Regions from separate parts of the Mus musculus genome. Here all the other regions are linked to region 1. Evidence: chromatin contacts called from public Hi-C and HiChIP or PLAC-seq data. All regions are on one chromosome and are shown on one strand. Each heading gives the region's core, a stretch centred on a gene start, on an enhancer-like site or on the middle of the called end of the contact. The rest is flanking DNA. Distances are from core to core; before and after follow the strand shown.

Region 1 (5,152 bases), core at 1,427-3,926:
CTAAAGCAACTTATAAGAAATAGGTAACATTCATAATAGGAGAATGTAGCATGTTTTTCTTAGTAAAACGGTAAACAAATATAAAAAGCACAGAAAACTGAAATTACAGTATATGATCACACAGCAACCCCAAATGTAAGCCTCATGACAGTCCAGGGTCACTGGACTTTTAAAATAAATCTGTGAGTGTTGTGAATGAGTGTGCGAGTGTGTGTGAGTGTGTGTGGTGTGGTTTGGTGGGAGTGTTTTTTATATATATATATATATATATACATATACACACGATCAGGAAGAGATCTCCCTGATCTTCCTCTTCCCAAAACAGTGCAGAGAATAAAGGAAAACAACTGCCATCAACTTTTGGCATTCACATGCACAGACAAATGCACTCACATGCACACACACACAACTAATGTATGAATTTGGCAGTATCAGTGGATAAAAAACATAAGTTAACAGTAAGCAATTAAAACAACTGAACATTTACAAAAACATGCATAAAAATGGATTTAACAAGACAATGAAAATTAAAACACTCTCATAATAAGACAGGAAATATTCCTTCAGAAGGTGAAGAACAAAAAAGTACTACCCTAAAACCAATTAAGTTTGGTTTAGTATCAACCAAAGAATGAATTATACATCTCTACAAAGTAAAGACATTTCGCAGCCTTTATTTATATGAACAAAATATAGGAAATACATGTTTAAGAACACCAAACGTTCAAATGCAAGGTGAAGTGAGTTGACTTGAATATACTATGTCTGTTAGCAGAATTCTCAAAAAACTTCCAACAAACAAATGTTCAAATGTCTAAGAATATTGAGTGGAAACTTCTTAGTAAATTGAAAATTTCCTTCCAGGACCCAGAAAGTCAATTTCAATCAGAAATTATAGAACATTACAGTAACTTAGTAAAACTTGGTGGGTACTTTTTTTTTTCCCTATGAGCATCTAGTAAATAATACTTATTATACATATTATATACTATAGTTATATATTAACATAATTATATTGTTATAGACACTAAAAGGCAATTTTACTTAAACTAGTAAAATGGAAAAATAGTAAATGAAAGAATATTAAGGTATCATTTTAGAAATATTGTAGCCATTGTGTGTAGCCTTTCTAAGGTTGGGTTTGACTCCACACCTAGTTCTTTAATCCTTTAGAGAGGCTACAGTTAGAATATCGAGGATACAAGGCCAGTCTGGGCTACAAAACAGGTCTGTAGCTGGCATAAACTTCACTGCAAGTTTAAAAAGTAAACACACACACACACACACACACACACACACACACACACACAAATGGCTAGAATATTTCTAAAACGATACTTTAATGCACCTTTACTATACTTTAATATAGCAAAATGTAACTTCTATGCTTAGATGCTTAAATTATTCAACGAGATTCTCTTAATTTGTTCTTTCTTAGTGTCTAATAAACCACAGCTTGTTCAAGGATGTGTGCTGAATAAAGATTTTACAAATGTATGGATATGTTTTTCAAATTTCATTAAATTTCTATACTACTTTTTGCAAATTTCACCTACTGTAGAATACTTGAGTACCTGCTCTATGTTCTAAAACATCTCTCTTGCCACATCACCCAAAATCTAAGAAATTCACCTTGACTTTATACTTTCAAACCAAAATATTATTCACAAATTTATTTTACAGGAGTTGCAGATGGTTATGAGCTACCATGTAGGTGCTAGGAATCTGAGTCCTCTGAAAGAGCAGCCAGTGTCTTATTCAACGAACCATCTTTAGCCATATATATATATATATATACATACACACATACATACATACATACATATACACACACACATATATATTTTAAGACTTTAATGTATTTCAGGTTCCAAATAAAATTTAGTATCTAATAATTATTTTTAAAATGTTCAGGAAAATCGTGAATCAAATCAGGTAGCATGATTTCATTTAACCATATGGTTCATTTGTGGAAAAGATTAAGTGTAATTATGACACGTAGCTTTAGAAACAGCTTTCAGTGTTCTGTATTAAAGAGTTTGTACAATTTCTCCCTTAAATGTGGACCAGACCCAATAAACACTTCCTTTTAGTCAACAGAACAGGAAACAGAGATAGGGTGTCACTTCTGTAAACAAGCTGCAGAAGCTTTAATCCTATCTAGACATACACTGCTTCCTTATGTTGCTATTGTCTACCTAACTGCTACCTTTTGTTTGCTTGGGTTTTGTTTAATGTTTCTTTTATTTTTGTTTTTCTTTTCTTTTTTGAGACCAGATCCTGTGTATGTTAGACTGGTCTCAATACACTAGATAGCCAAGAACAAGCTTAAATTCTTTATTCTCCTACCTCTTGCCTTATGGAATGCCTCCTGAATATGGAAACTGCAGGCCTATTACTAACTACCAAGCATTGTTTTATTGTTTCTTGAATGCTGGACTGGCATTCTACCAATAAAACTGATTCTTCAGCCTGGATGCATGGAGCTTATGGTCAAAAGGACCTTAAAAAAAAAAAAAAAACAAGTAAATCCCACAATACATATGGTCCTCAATTTGCTTAGAAAAACAATACACTTATTAATTGAAATTCTGTTCAGTTTAATAAAATGAAGTCACAATTAAAGTAGGAAGGAAATTATCTTCCCCAAGATCTATGACTAATCTGATGAGCTGGAGAGGTCATTCGTTTCCCCAAAGTTCCTTTGGATGGAGCACTAGAATATAACACAACCACCACAAGCTGAAGGTAGGAAAAAAGAAAAAAAAAAGGAAACAAAAAGAGAAGTAAGAGAGAGACAGAGGGGGAGGGAGAGAGAGATTAAGAAATATCACAAAATGTTAATCAAAAGATACTCTGTCACAGCAACAAAAAACAAAACTAGGCAGTTATTAAGACTAAAACCTGGGGCTGGAAACACAGTTCAGTGGTTAAGAGCAGGAGCTCTTCTAGAAGACCTGGGTTCAAATTCCAAGCACCAACATGGTTTCTCAAACCACCTGGAAATCTAATTCCAGAGGATTTGATCCCTCTTCTGTCCTCCACAGGAACTGTATACATGTGCACAGGCATTCACAATGGCCAAATACTAGCACATATAAAAATATAAAGGTTAAATTAAAAAATACTAAAACTTCATACCAAATTGTTTGCTGATATATTTAATTGGATTTATAAGAGTAAAATTATAAAGGATATAAAACAGATGATTCATTCAACACTAAGACAAAAATTTCTAAGGACTGCCTATTCTCTATTAGTATGAGAGAAACTAAAATTTATACTGGACAAATACACTCAAATCTTCTGTATTTTCTTCTCATTTTCAAGGATTATATGAGCTTCATCAAAGGGACAGTGCACACAAATAATTCTTCTAGAGGCAAGTTAAGATAATAAAGATCCTGGACTTGAGTAAACACTTGCCTAGAATTCAAGACAGAGAAAAATCTTTTCTCACATTTGCATTTTAAATTCCTGTTGTGTTGTCATTATAACTTTGCTACTACTAGAATTCTTGATTATCAATTGGACACTATAATTTCCTACTACATTTTATATGTTTACCAAAGTAAGTGTTCTATTTCAGGACTTTAAATAATATGCCTAAGGCACTGTTCCTTAGCTTACCATAAAATTTAACGATAAATTGTGTTACCTTCAGAAATATAAAAATATACATGTTTTTCCCACTTTATCTCCTAATGGTCTAGCTAGAACTGAACTTTTATAACTTACTATTTGCACAAATGGAGAAACCAACAAGTAGCATTTATTATAAACACTGATCAACTACTAAATAGAGATTAGACCAAAAAAGAAGAAAAATTCCAAGATATTAAAACTTCACAAGAGATTCTTTAGGGCATTGGTTCTCAACCTGCGGGTCACCACCACTTGGGTAGGGGTCACATATCAGATATCCTGCCTATTGGATATTTGCGTTACAATTCATAGCAGTAGTATAATTATAGTAGCAAGAAAAGTAATTTTATAGTTGGGTCAGCACAACATGAGGAACTGTATTGAAGGGTTACAGCATTAGGAAGATTGAGGTCAGCTGTTTTAGAACATTTACACACTTGGCAGTATCTACTAAAACCTATGTGACAGTCATTTTTCTAGATAATAAGATATGAGCATAGAGCAGACTCTCCTGTTCTCAATTAGCTAATACACCTGTGTCAACAAAGGTTATCCACAGTTTGTCCTCCCATATTCCTCCCTATGCAAAGACCTTCACAATCAAGTGATCATTTTGTTTGCTAGGCTTAAAAAGCCTCCTCCTGCTCTTGAGTAATAAACCTGTAATTGAAAATGTGTTCACAGTCCCTCGGTATGTAGGGGGGACGGGCAGTTGGGGGATATTTATTCAAGTATTACCAATAGCTACCAGGATTTATCAGCATTTCTTCAACTTTTTTCTTTCCATTGAAATGCTTCTTTTACCTTTTCTTTAAAAAACAAAGAAAGAAACAAGCAACAGCAAAAACAAAAAAGAACTATGTAGGTTAAATTCTCAGAAGCCAATTTCAGTCTTCATTCCAGAGCCAGAGAGGAGACATTTCTTATTACCCCGCTTACCCTTCCTTTGTAGTGTCTTTTGCTTCAAAAGTTTTAAAGATTTTCTCTTTCATGTCTGTTCTTTTCTTTTTTAAACTCACCTGATAGTGATCTGGAAGACTGATTTCAATCTGAAAACATGTGATCCTGAAATGGTTCCTATAATTATCCTTCCCATTGTTTTTTTTTTTTCCTGGTGCTTAAAAAATTCACACCACTTCTCTTTCCATTACATCTTTTTCCTCTTATATTTTCATGTCCATTACTGTGCATTTGGTTAACTTCTTCAATTTGGACTTCTAAACCTTCAAGATCTAACACGAGTACAGGTATAATCCCACTAAACTGTTTGTTCACATTTTTTGATCTAATAACCATGTTTTAATTTTTCAATAACTTTTTAGTACTCTGCTACAATTATGTAGGAATGGGAATCCTTCCTACTAGACGAACTGTTAATCTTTTGTGTGTGGTACATACATATGTGTGTTTGTATGTATATGTGTATGTATACAGTTGAATGCTTTTGAAGGTTCTCTGTATAGTGCCAGCTGTCCTAGAACTCACTGTGTATGTAGGTAACCCCTGC
Region 2 (5,152 bases), core at 1,160-3,659, 1.6 Mb after region 1:
CTCTCTCCTTTCCAGATGGATGCCCATCACCTAACATGTTAGTTTACTCTAAGGGTGTAAAATTATGCATTTTTTTTTCTTTACACAAAAGAGATCCATAACAAACAGATATATAAAAACTTAAGTTTATTTTCAAGAACTTACTAGTTCTTAAAGGCAATACAGCATAGAAAGTAACAGTCCAGTTTCAAATGTCCGATCTCACTTAGCAGACCTAAGCCAGGACTTACCTAAGTTTAGTGTGTCGGGCACACATTTGGATGGGAATATTAGGCTTATCCTCTACAGTCGTGAATATTTAATGACCACTCAGGGTATTTAATGAAAAAAATATATTTCTATATTTATGATTTTCACAAAAATGAAGGATTCTATTATAAAAATAAAGTGCACGTTTTAAAATTTCCACTTAGAAATTTATTGTAAATAGGACTATCTTTTAACATGTATTATTAGAATATCTTAATATCTCACGATGATGTACTATAAGAAGCATCACGAGGGATAAATACTTCAGTGTAAGCCATTTTTATACATATGGTTTTATATGTATTCATAAACATAAAAAGTATGCATAAGTAAAATGTTTTTCTACCTAGCCAAAAGAAAGGTATACAGGTCTCTGTAAGTCATTACTTATTATTTTAAGTAATTATTTATTACTACAGAAGTCTTTGAATCTTTAGGATAGATCCAGATAACAGAAAGACTTTTGAATATCAGACTTCTGCTATTCAATGCCAGAACCTGCTGTCATACATGTTAAGTAAGTCAAACAACTAAATCTAGAAATCATTTTCCGAGGTTTGAGCATATTTCAGGACAAACCATCAAATCCCACGTTTACCCGGAAAGCCCCGAAATTCTCTGAATTTTTTAATGTAGTCATCCACTACAGGTGAATTTAACTTTAAACAGCAGATTTCAATGGGTGTTTTGTAGCATCAGGTGTTTCTCTGCTGACCTCATTAACGCCAGTGAAACTGGAAACCGTACCATTTGAATTCAATACAATTTGAGTACTGTAGATGCCCATTAGAGGAGGGAAAGAAGAGGTGAGGGTAGGGTGGGGGGAATAAAAGTGGAAAAAGGTCCCAGGAGTAACATTTCCAAATATGAACCGACACTAACTGGCATCTACACCCAGGAAAAGGGGGGAATCCAAGTGCCAACAAGCCAGCGCCTCCCACTGGGCCAGGACAGGACACTCAGCAGAGTTCTGGAAGGCAGGCTTCTCCTGTTAAGACTCCTATTTCCTATGCCTTGGCCACCCACGGTCTTGAGGATGGTAATAGCTTCAAGCCAGGAGCTGTGAGGAGTCATAAGAGGCTATTCGCTGTGACTGTAAACTAGCAATTTTGTTTATTTTTGAAGTATTGGCTCTTTCTGAACCTCCTTGTACTAGCTGAATTTTAATTCGCACGATCCCATACTGTTCCCCTTTCCCTGCGTTGTGGAATCCTTCCAAGTTTTGCCAGGAACGGTTAAATCACTATGACTGAACTGCTTTAAATGGACGTTGTTGTTTGAAAAAAATCCGAACCATAGCAAAGAACGAAGCAAACATCCTTATAAAACCAGATAAAGCTTACTAAGTAATTTCACCACTTAGTCTGAACGGCACAAAATGACCCCTCTCTGTGTGACCGCAAATCTCAGGTCTAGAAAGTAGAAAGATTCTAAATTAAGCCAACAAATCCAATCTTACTTCCCAATTCTTAATTCTCGATGAAGAATGTCCCCTTCTAAAAACTACTACTTTAGAGGAGGTGTGGAAAGTTTTCTCTTTTCCTCTTTCATTCCGAAGAACTGGCATGAAAGTTCTTCAAAACAGGAATGAAGTTCTGCAGAGCGGTCGGTCCTTAAGCGAGTCCAGAGCAGAGCGCGAATTCCTGGGCGCTCGCTCCGGGTGCTCCTTTGTGGCCAGGGCCGCGCGGTGGCCGGTCGGTGGGGCCCCCGCATCCATCCCGGCCCCTCCGGGTCCGGAGTCTCGGCGCAGTGGGGGTGGTGGACCCAGCACCCTCGGGCGGGCCTCGCCCTCCCCATCCCCGCTCACCGCTTTGAGATCCAGGACGCCGTCCTGCGCCTCCTGCAGCAACGACACGAATTTGGTGGTAAGCAAGCCCAGGCTCTTCTCGTGCCGGCTGCTGCCCCCCGCGAGCGCCGCGGACGGCTGCGAGGATGGCGCCCCATGCGGCGGCGGCTGAGCCTGGGCCTGCGGCGTGGGCTGAGCAGAGCTCGTGGGCTCCGCCGCCGCCATCACCGCCGCGGCCCTGCTGTCCTCTGGCGAGGAGCCGCTCCGCCACCGGCAGAGGAGGTGCGCGGACTCCGCTCCCCGCCCACGGCGCGCCCCGCGTCCACCAGTCCCCGGAGCCGCGCGGCTCGCGCACGGCACCACAGAGCGCGCGGATTCACACGAGCGGCCAGCGCCGCGAGGGTGGGCCCGAGTTTAAATGGCAGGAAGTGACGCCGCGCGGCGTTGCCTAGTAACGCACTCTCCGCGGAGGGGCGGGGCAGTCGGGTTCCCTCAGGCGGAGCGTGCTTTTGGTCGGCCTGGAGCGCTCATCCCTGATCAGGTGCAAGTATTGTAAGGCTCATCTTCGCGTAAATAGGAGAACGCCGCGTCCCGGAAGGTTTTGGGACTCTGACCTTCAGTCTTTTCCAAAGCCTTTTCTGCAAACAGAAGCACCTGAGCCTTGACGGTGAAGGAAGTAGACCCCCAGCTCTTTCCTTACCTGCCTTTAGTGTTCTTTACAAAATTATACTCTTTTGCTCCCCAATAATTCTATTATTGAGACAATCGCAGCATCTTTTGACTTATTGACATCGTAAACTATGGCTCGATAGTAAGATCACAGATATAAGAGGAGGAAATGTGCTCCCACATTTTTTATTTGCAAACTTGAGACTCAGGATTAAAATCTTCAACACCTTGGGTGGGTAAGATGGGTCGGGGTAGTGTGGGGAGCAACCTCTCAGAGGCAAAGGGAAGGGGGTATGGGATGAAGAACTTTTGGAGGGGCTACCTGGAAGGGGGGGTAACATTTGGAATGTAAATAAATAAAAGTTTACAAAAAACAAAAAACAAAAACAAAAAAAAACCCAAGATCTTAAACAACTTGGTATTCGCACCTGTTGAATATCCTTCACACTTAACAAGTAGTAGGTGACTAAAAACATCATTTGGCAGGAATTAATGAAGACATATCCTTCATGCAAGAATGCCCAAATTAACAGTAGGGAAAAAAAAAAACAAAAAAACAAAACGCGAGGAGAAACTGACAGCATTAACTAGTAAATCCTGAAAACAATTTTAAACCAAAATTTTTCCAGGCGTCTGGAGCAAAACTTCTGTAGGGGAAGCATTTTCCTTCAGAGCTGCAACACTTAAAATCCCCGTCTGCCCCCCCAATCCACCTGCAGATTCTATTCCACTGACCCTTTCCAGAGAGATACCCTCTTTAGCCTGTCTTGTTACTTAGTCTTTCTGGGTCTGGGGATTGTAGCATTATGTTTACTTTACAGCTAAGATCCACTTATAAGTGAGTATGTACCATGTTCATCTTTCTGAGTTTGGGTTACTTCACTCAGGATGAGGTTTTTGAGTTCCATCAATTTGCCAGTATATTTCATGATGTCATTTTTTTTTTTAAACAACCGAGTAATACTCCATTGTGATAATGTACCACTTATTTTATCTTTAAATCCATTGTTCGATTGAGGGAATGTAGGTTGTTTCCAGTTTCCGGCTATTATGAATAAAGCTGCTGTGAACATAGGTGAACAAATGTCCTTGTAATAATATGTAGCATCCTTTGGGAATATGCCCAAGAGTGCTATAGCTGGGTCTTGAGGTAGATTGAGTCCCCGTCTTTTGAGAAACCACTATATTGATTTCCAAAGAACCTGTACTAGTTTGCCCTCCCAACCAGCAATGGAGGTGTGTTTTCATTGCTCCACATCCATTCCCCAGCAGAATTTGTCACATGTGTTTTTGATCTTAGCCATTTGACAGTTGTAAGATGGAATTTCAAAGTCGTTCTAATTTGTATTTCTCCTGATGGCTAAGGATGTTGACCATTTCCTTAAGTGTTTCTTGGCCATTTGAAATCCTTTTGTTGAGAATTCTCTGTTTGGATCTTTACACCATTTTAATAGGATTATTTAATTTGTTGATGTGCGATTTCTGGAGTCCTTTATGTATTTTGGATATTAGCCCTCTGTCAGATGTGATGGGATCTTTTCCCATCCTGTAGGCTGCTGGGTTGTTTGTTTGTTTGTTTTCTCCTATTAATGGTGTCCTTTGCCTTATGGAAACTTTTCAGTTTCATGAGGTCCCATTTATCATTATTGATTTTATTGCATGTGCTACTAGTGTCCTATTCCGGAAGTTGTCTTCTATGCCTATGCTTTCAAGGCTATTCCTCATTTTCTCTTCTATTAGATTCAGTGTGTCTGGTTTCATGTTGAGGTCTTTGATCCACTTGGACTTGATTTTGTTCAGGGTAATAGATAAGAATCTGTTTTTATTCTTCTACATGTAGTCATCCAGGTAGACCAGCACCATTTGTTGAAAATGCTTTCTTTTTTCCATTGTATATTTCTGGCTTCTTTGTCAAAAATCAGATTACATAGGTGTATGGATTTACTTCTCGGTCTTCAATTCCATTAATCAATGTGTCTATTTTTATGCCTAGACCATACAATTTGTATTATTATTGTTCTGTAATACTGCTTGAAATGGTGATGGTGATACCTCTAGATGGTCTTTTATTATAGAGGATTGGTTTAGCTATCCTGGGTTGTTTTGGTTTTTTTTCCCCCATATGAAGTTGAACATTGTTCTTTCAAGGTCTGTAAAGAACTCTGTTGGAATTTTAATCTTAGTGCACATTTTCATTATGTTCACTCTACTGATTCAGGAACATGGGAGATCTTTCCATCTTCTGAAATCTTTAATTTCCGTCATCAAATACTTGAAGTTTTTATCATTTTGGTCTTACTCTTGTTTGGTTAGAGTTAGCCAAGATATTTTGTAATATTTGTGGCTATTGTGAAGTATATTATTTCCTTGATTGCTGTCTCAGTCTCTTTTGTCATTTGTATATAAGAAGGCTATTGATTGTTTTTTTTTAAGTTAATTTTGTATCCA
Region 3 (5,152 bases), core at 687-3,186, 1.3 Mb after region 1:
TGACAGTCCCTGAGGACACTTCACAGTAATTAGCCTACTTCTAGGACCTATGAAAGAAATCAGAGTGACATCTCAGCTTTCGGACACAAATTGTGGTGGCAGGGACCTCCTGCCGGTGTCCCTGTATTTTCCATTAAGACCGAAAATAACTATTGGCTAAAAAGCCCGATGGATGTTTTCCTAAACACTGACCTGCATTGTCCTGAGAGTCATCAAACTCAACGTTAAAGGAGTGGCCGTTGTTGACAATGCTCTTGGACGCAGCTTTATCATAAGATATGAGCAGAGGCTGTAGGGCAGGGTCATGCTGGGCAGTTGCTGTGTCAATGTCCACAGGGGACTGCCGGTCTCCATTGGCAATGGGGAAGTCCTTGTGCCAGTTCTCTGGTCCTAGAGATGAGAAGAGAGCTGTTAGGTCATTGCTGTGGGAAGGGAGACACCAGCCACCGGAAGCCACTGGTGTTTCTAGACAGTCTGCTCAGTTCAACATTCGGAGGTGATACTAACTTAACATTTAGGAAAACAAAATGTGCCTCAGTCCTTTTATTTGTAACATGGGGTAATAATATTCCAAGTCTACCTCATAAGGCCAACACGAAAATTAGAGTCAATATACATCTATTTCTTAACATTGTCAGACAAGCGTTAGCAATTTTGAGATCTTTTCACTCAAATTCGGTGACTAATACTAGACAGAACTACTGAAAACAGAGTGGTCTGACTGGGGATATAAGCCCTCTTGTGACTGAGTTTGGAACATAGATTCTAAGGCATTATAACAGGTCTGAGAACCTCGTGCTGCCACACTAGGTGACAGTAAAGACCGTATAGACCAAAACTCAGGCTCAGGCCCCTCCTTTAGAACTATCTTTGCTGGGAAGTTCACACAACCACAAGCCAGTGCACCTTCTTTTCCCCTCAGATGGCGTCATATACCAAGGCCTTTGATCTGGAAGACGTCTAGGTATCTGCGATTGACCTTCTAACACTAGAAGTTGAAAGATGCATGGAAAACTCGCAATTAGACCCAAACGGGCTCCAGAAGATGCCACAACAAAGTGCGCTGGGAATCTTAGCCACAGTGCAGCAGATACAGACGTGAAGGGGACAAGTGTTTCCCCTTAACCTTTCTGCTACACACAAGTAAAATGTTAGTTACAACCCTTGCTCGATTCTGCCTAGGTTAGCCTTGGGTGACCGGCTGTGGTCCCGATAGGTATTGTCGTCGGGTGTTGCGTTGGGTTATCCCTCCCAACCCCTGTGCGCGGCCAAGCAAGTTTGAGATCAGATCCTAGAGAGCGCTCTGAGTCGGGCGCCAGGGACGTACCAGAGCGGAGACCCGGCATCCAAGCTGCGCTCCGGGATCTGCGGAGCGAGGCAGGTGCCTGAGCCGAGACCCGGAGCGCGCGGCCCGGAGCGCGCGGCCTCCCCACTCACCGTTGTGCTTGCTGTATCCCCAGTGGTGGGACATGGTCACGCCGGTGATTGGGGCAGAGCAGAAGTTGTCGTCCGTCTAGCGGTCCTGCAGTGTGTGTCGCGGGTCGCACCGTCCGGCTTTTATAGGCTCCCGCCAACTTGGTGCTCTGGGCGGCCCAGGGGAGGGACCGAGTGGACCTGAGCAAGGGGAGGAGACCGTGGAGGTGGCGGACGGAGGTGACAGGCAGAGGTGACAGGCGGAGGCCTCGGTGTTCGAGGGCCCCCGCACCTTGCTTGGGGCGGGGCGCCCTCCGGCTGCTCTCCGCTTCTGCGTCCGACCCGCTCTGCAGCAGCTGCGCGCTCTCCAGCTCGCCCCGGCGCTGCGCAGCCTCGCGGGCCGGCGCCCCTACTCCCCAGCCCCATTGTGAGCACCGACCTGGTCACCCGCCCGCACAGCGGGGCTCCGCTTCCCAGAGCTGGCGGGCCAGCCGGCCACCCGGCCGCGGCCCGCACGCACGCGGCTGCGGAGTTTGACCTTGGGCGGGGAGCGTCCTAGAGGCTCCGGGAGCGGGGATCCTGGAGCCGGGAGCGGGAAGCGGGGGGGCCCCCTGCTGCCGGGCTGCGGGAAGACGACCCGGCTTTGCCGCCAGGGCGCCCTCCAGCTTCCCGCTTGCTCCACAAATTAACCCTAGGCACCGAACTGTTGATGTAACATAACCAACAATTCTCAAAAATCGCTTTGCTTTTTGGAATTGGATTTTAAAAATGTCTTCCAAGGAGATGAGAACTTCCCCTTCCTGGCAAAGGAATTTGTATTTGACAAGCCGAAACCAACCCCCCCCCCCCAAAACAAAACAAAACAAAAAACACAAAACTTAAAAAATAGAAAAGAAAGGTAGCTGTATGGCTTCCCAGGGACCGTGGGTGTCCCGGGGACACACCTTTCAATGTTCTTTTTGTGTATTTTTATTTAAACATTTCTCTTCACCTAACACTTTTTTTCTTATTTGACTTTGAGAACAATTTTTTTGTATTGAATCTATTGTGGACCTGAGGCCATATTATTTAGAATTCAAATTGAGAAGGGTACAGTTTTTTTGTGTTTCTATGGAGGCACCTAGACATCACATTACCTATATATTAGAATCTATGTGTAAGTATAATGAAAAATATCTGACTACATTTTAAGTGTTCTCAGACTCATCATGTGCCTTTATTTCACCCAGTGCCACACAAAGATGATGCACATGTAGATCTCCTTGTTCTTATACTAAGACTCAGAAAATTATGGTCTTCTCTATACAAGACTCTTCAGGTTGATGTCAAAAGAAATTTTTGATGAAGAATGTTTTATAGGACCATTACAAAGTGCAATTCACAAATAGTCCCTTGCATCTGTGACACTAGAGATGCACAATTTGCTAGGGGTTTCCCATTTCCTGTTCCATTACTACCGTGCGTGGAATAAGAACAGATTTTGATGAAGTGCTTCTCAAGGCTTCAGACCCCACCAATTCTGGTTGCAGCTACGGGAATCCTCATCCTGTCTGGTACGTTTTAGTGGGAGCCAGGCTCCTGCTAGGGAGTCTCCTTGCCCACCTTTGGACAGTCAAGAGAGCATCAGGTATTATATCTCATATTCATTTTCTTTTCAAATTACAGAGGCTGTAGGCATTTTCTTTCTGTCAGGTCTTCATGATGGAGATGACTTCATAGTATCATGTGGATCAGTCACTGTCTAGCTCTGCTGTACTGGGGACATTCCTCCCAGGCAGTCATTCACTGGCTGCCAGATAGTAACACTGGGCTTGTAAAAATAAAACCAATGCTTATGTATTCATGTTTTTAGAGGGAAGAAATGTACTTCCTTCTAACCCAGGAGGTGGGGGAAATTTATGTATATATGTATGTATATTCATATGTACATATACATATTCATATGTACATATACACACATATATTCATATATATGGGTATATATAACATAATCAGAAAAAAAACATATAAAGTTACTAAGACATGTTCCAATTATGATAACAAAAAGTCTTTGAGATAAATCAGAACAAAATTTTAAAACAAAATGACAAAGCATTTGATTTACACTAAATCTAGCTAGTTAATATATTTTACAAAGAAATATATGATTTATTCAATAATTAATGAAATAAGTAGATAGTTTCATAGTCATTAAAGTATTAAGTTTTTAGTGAGACTAACAGCCATTCACTTCTTAGGACTCCTAGAGTCCTGTATGTAGACATGTCCCTAGCCTACTGTCTATGATGCAGTTTTCTAAGCTGATAGAACTATTTAATCATCAGTTTGTAAACCATCATCCTAATTTGCTGTTGCTTGCTCATGTGGGAAGTGAGAATAATTACACCCAGTTAGGACTGTTGTAAGAATTAAGTTAGTGAGTGCACATTAATCACCTGCCACCTGAAGCCATCAGAAAATTACGGCTTTGAAGTTTATCCTAAACAGAGCTGTATAAAACACAATGCAAACTATATCAAAAGTAAGCATCTGGCCAAAGAGAAAGCCTCCAGCTGACAGCTGACTGGGATATATATATATATATATATATATATATATATATATATACACACACACACACACACACACACACATATATATATGTATATATATATATGTGTATATATATATATATATATGCTTTCAGCATGTACCCTAAGGTGACTCTGAATTAAGTTTCAGCATGTCACCCATAATACTAAGATAATAATGGTATTCATATCATAAGGTCATGGTGAAAACTAGGTGCCATAACATGTAAAAAAAGGCTTGACATTATGCCAACAATTATGGCTTATTAAATATGAGTTATCATTTTTACAATTGTATTAATTGAGCTACTACTAAGTGCTACATATTTTCCATATGTTGGGGGGCTACATAAGGTAAACCCATTCACTTCCCAAGATCTCAAGTGCTACTTTGGGCCGCTACCATGTCAACTTGATGCCGATCTTCTTGGAGTCCATGATGAGTGGATGTGGAGGCTGTAGGGAACAGTGAGCAAACACAAGCAAGGTGAATTCCAGCCGTGCCAATGAGTGTGAAGCTCGAGAGCCAGGGATGAGGCAGAGTGGCACAGGATAAGAGGCCACTCTCACACCGAGAGTCCTAGAAGCCCTGCTGAAGGAAGCCCTTAAAGAACCAGTAAGGAAGGACCAGGAACAGAACAGCTCACATACAAGAAGTCAGTATAAAAGCCTGCTCAAAGAAGTTTCTAGCTTTATCACTGGGATGAAGAAAAAGAAGACAAGCAGTGACATCAGCCAGGCAGGACTTGCAGCCAGAAGGGCAGTACAGACCACTGTACCAAGGAGAGGTTTTCTGTTTAAGTGTACAAGGAAGCCAGGGGACAGATGCAAAGGAGAGAATAACACAGACTAGAACTAAGACAATTAGGAGCTTTAGGCAATCTAATTCATCTCTTCATTTTACAGACAAGACGGAGGGTCTGGGTGACTCTTGCTACCTGTGCCTTTCTGTGTGTCTTTCTAAGAATTACTTCCAGAAAAAGATCCAAGTCCCTTTGATATGGAAACTCTGGCTCTGGCTTCCCTTTTGGCCTGTGAACCTACCAGCATTCCTCTTAAGGAATGAGAGCCAGGTTTTGTGGATTTGTACTGTGTCTCTAGGTCTTACCTTCTACATAAGCCTGCATGATTTGTTCTAGTCTTCAAGCCTCCATGTTCATGTGTGGAAT

Evidence for each region. A called contact is a pair of places that touch in the nucleus more often than the background predicts. HiChIP or PLAC-seq counts read pairs in DNA pulled down with a chosen protein or histone mark.
Region 2: a contact with region 1 is called in an H3K27ac HiChIP or PLAC-seq map of microglia, with 4 times the contacts expected there. The contact joins the promoter of E2f5 here to the enhancer-like site in region 1. A contact is called at or near these places in 11 of 39 promoter capture datasets (the C10 cell line, the HPC-7 cell line, cranial neural crest and 7 more), 1 of 484 Hi-C or Micro-C datasets (B cells), 2 of 115 datasets of contacts at active chromatin or transcription factors (microglia and stem cell-derived neural progenitor cells) and 1 of 9 other capture datasets (embryonic stem cells).
Region 3: a Hi-C map of bone marrow-derived macrophages shows a contact between it and region 1, with 7 read pairs. The contact joins the promoter of Car2 here to the enhancer-like site in region 1. A contact is called at or near these places in 6 of 39 promoter capture datasets (the C10 cell line, HPC-7-derived erythroid cells, liver and 2 more), 3 of 484 Hi-C or Micro-C datasets (the G1E-ER4 cell line, LSK cells and bone marrow-derived macrophages) and 3 of 115 datasets of contacts at active chromatin or transcription factors (embryonic stem cells, large pre-B cells and stem cell-derived neural progenitor cells).

What each region holds. Positions count from the first base shown.
Region 1 is chr3:16,207,720-16,212,871 of GRCm38.p6, reverse strand. All of the region lies in intron 4 of Ythdf3 (YTH N6-methyladenosine RNA binding protein 3), which reads right to left. Among named protein-coding and RNA genes, the nearest start is that of Ythdf3, 27 kb to the right of the region's middle. Within about 2 kb of position 2,676, at least 7 of the 459 cell types and tissues checked have an H3K27ac peak or open chromatin away from gene starts, as enhancers often do. A contact at or near this core is called in the HPC-7 cell line, bone marrow-derived macrophages and microglia, where this site is marked.
Region 2 is chr3:14,575,928-14,581,079 of GRCm38.p6, reverse strand. E2f5 (E2F transcription factor 5) reads right to left here and starts at 2,409. Exons shown (of 8, transcript NM_007892.2): 1 at 2,057-2,409. The coding sequence starts at 2,260.
Region 3 is chr3:14,883,072-14,888,223 of GRCm38.p6, reverse strand. It overlaps Car2 (carbonic anhydrase 2), which reads right to left and starts at 1,936. Exons shown (of 7, transcript NM_009801.5): 1 at 1,438-1,936; 2 at 193-390. The coding sequence starts at 1,471.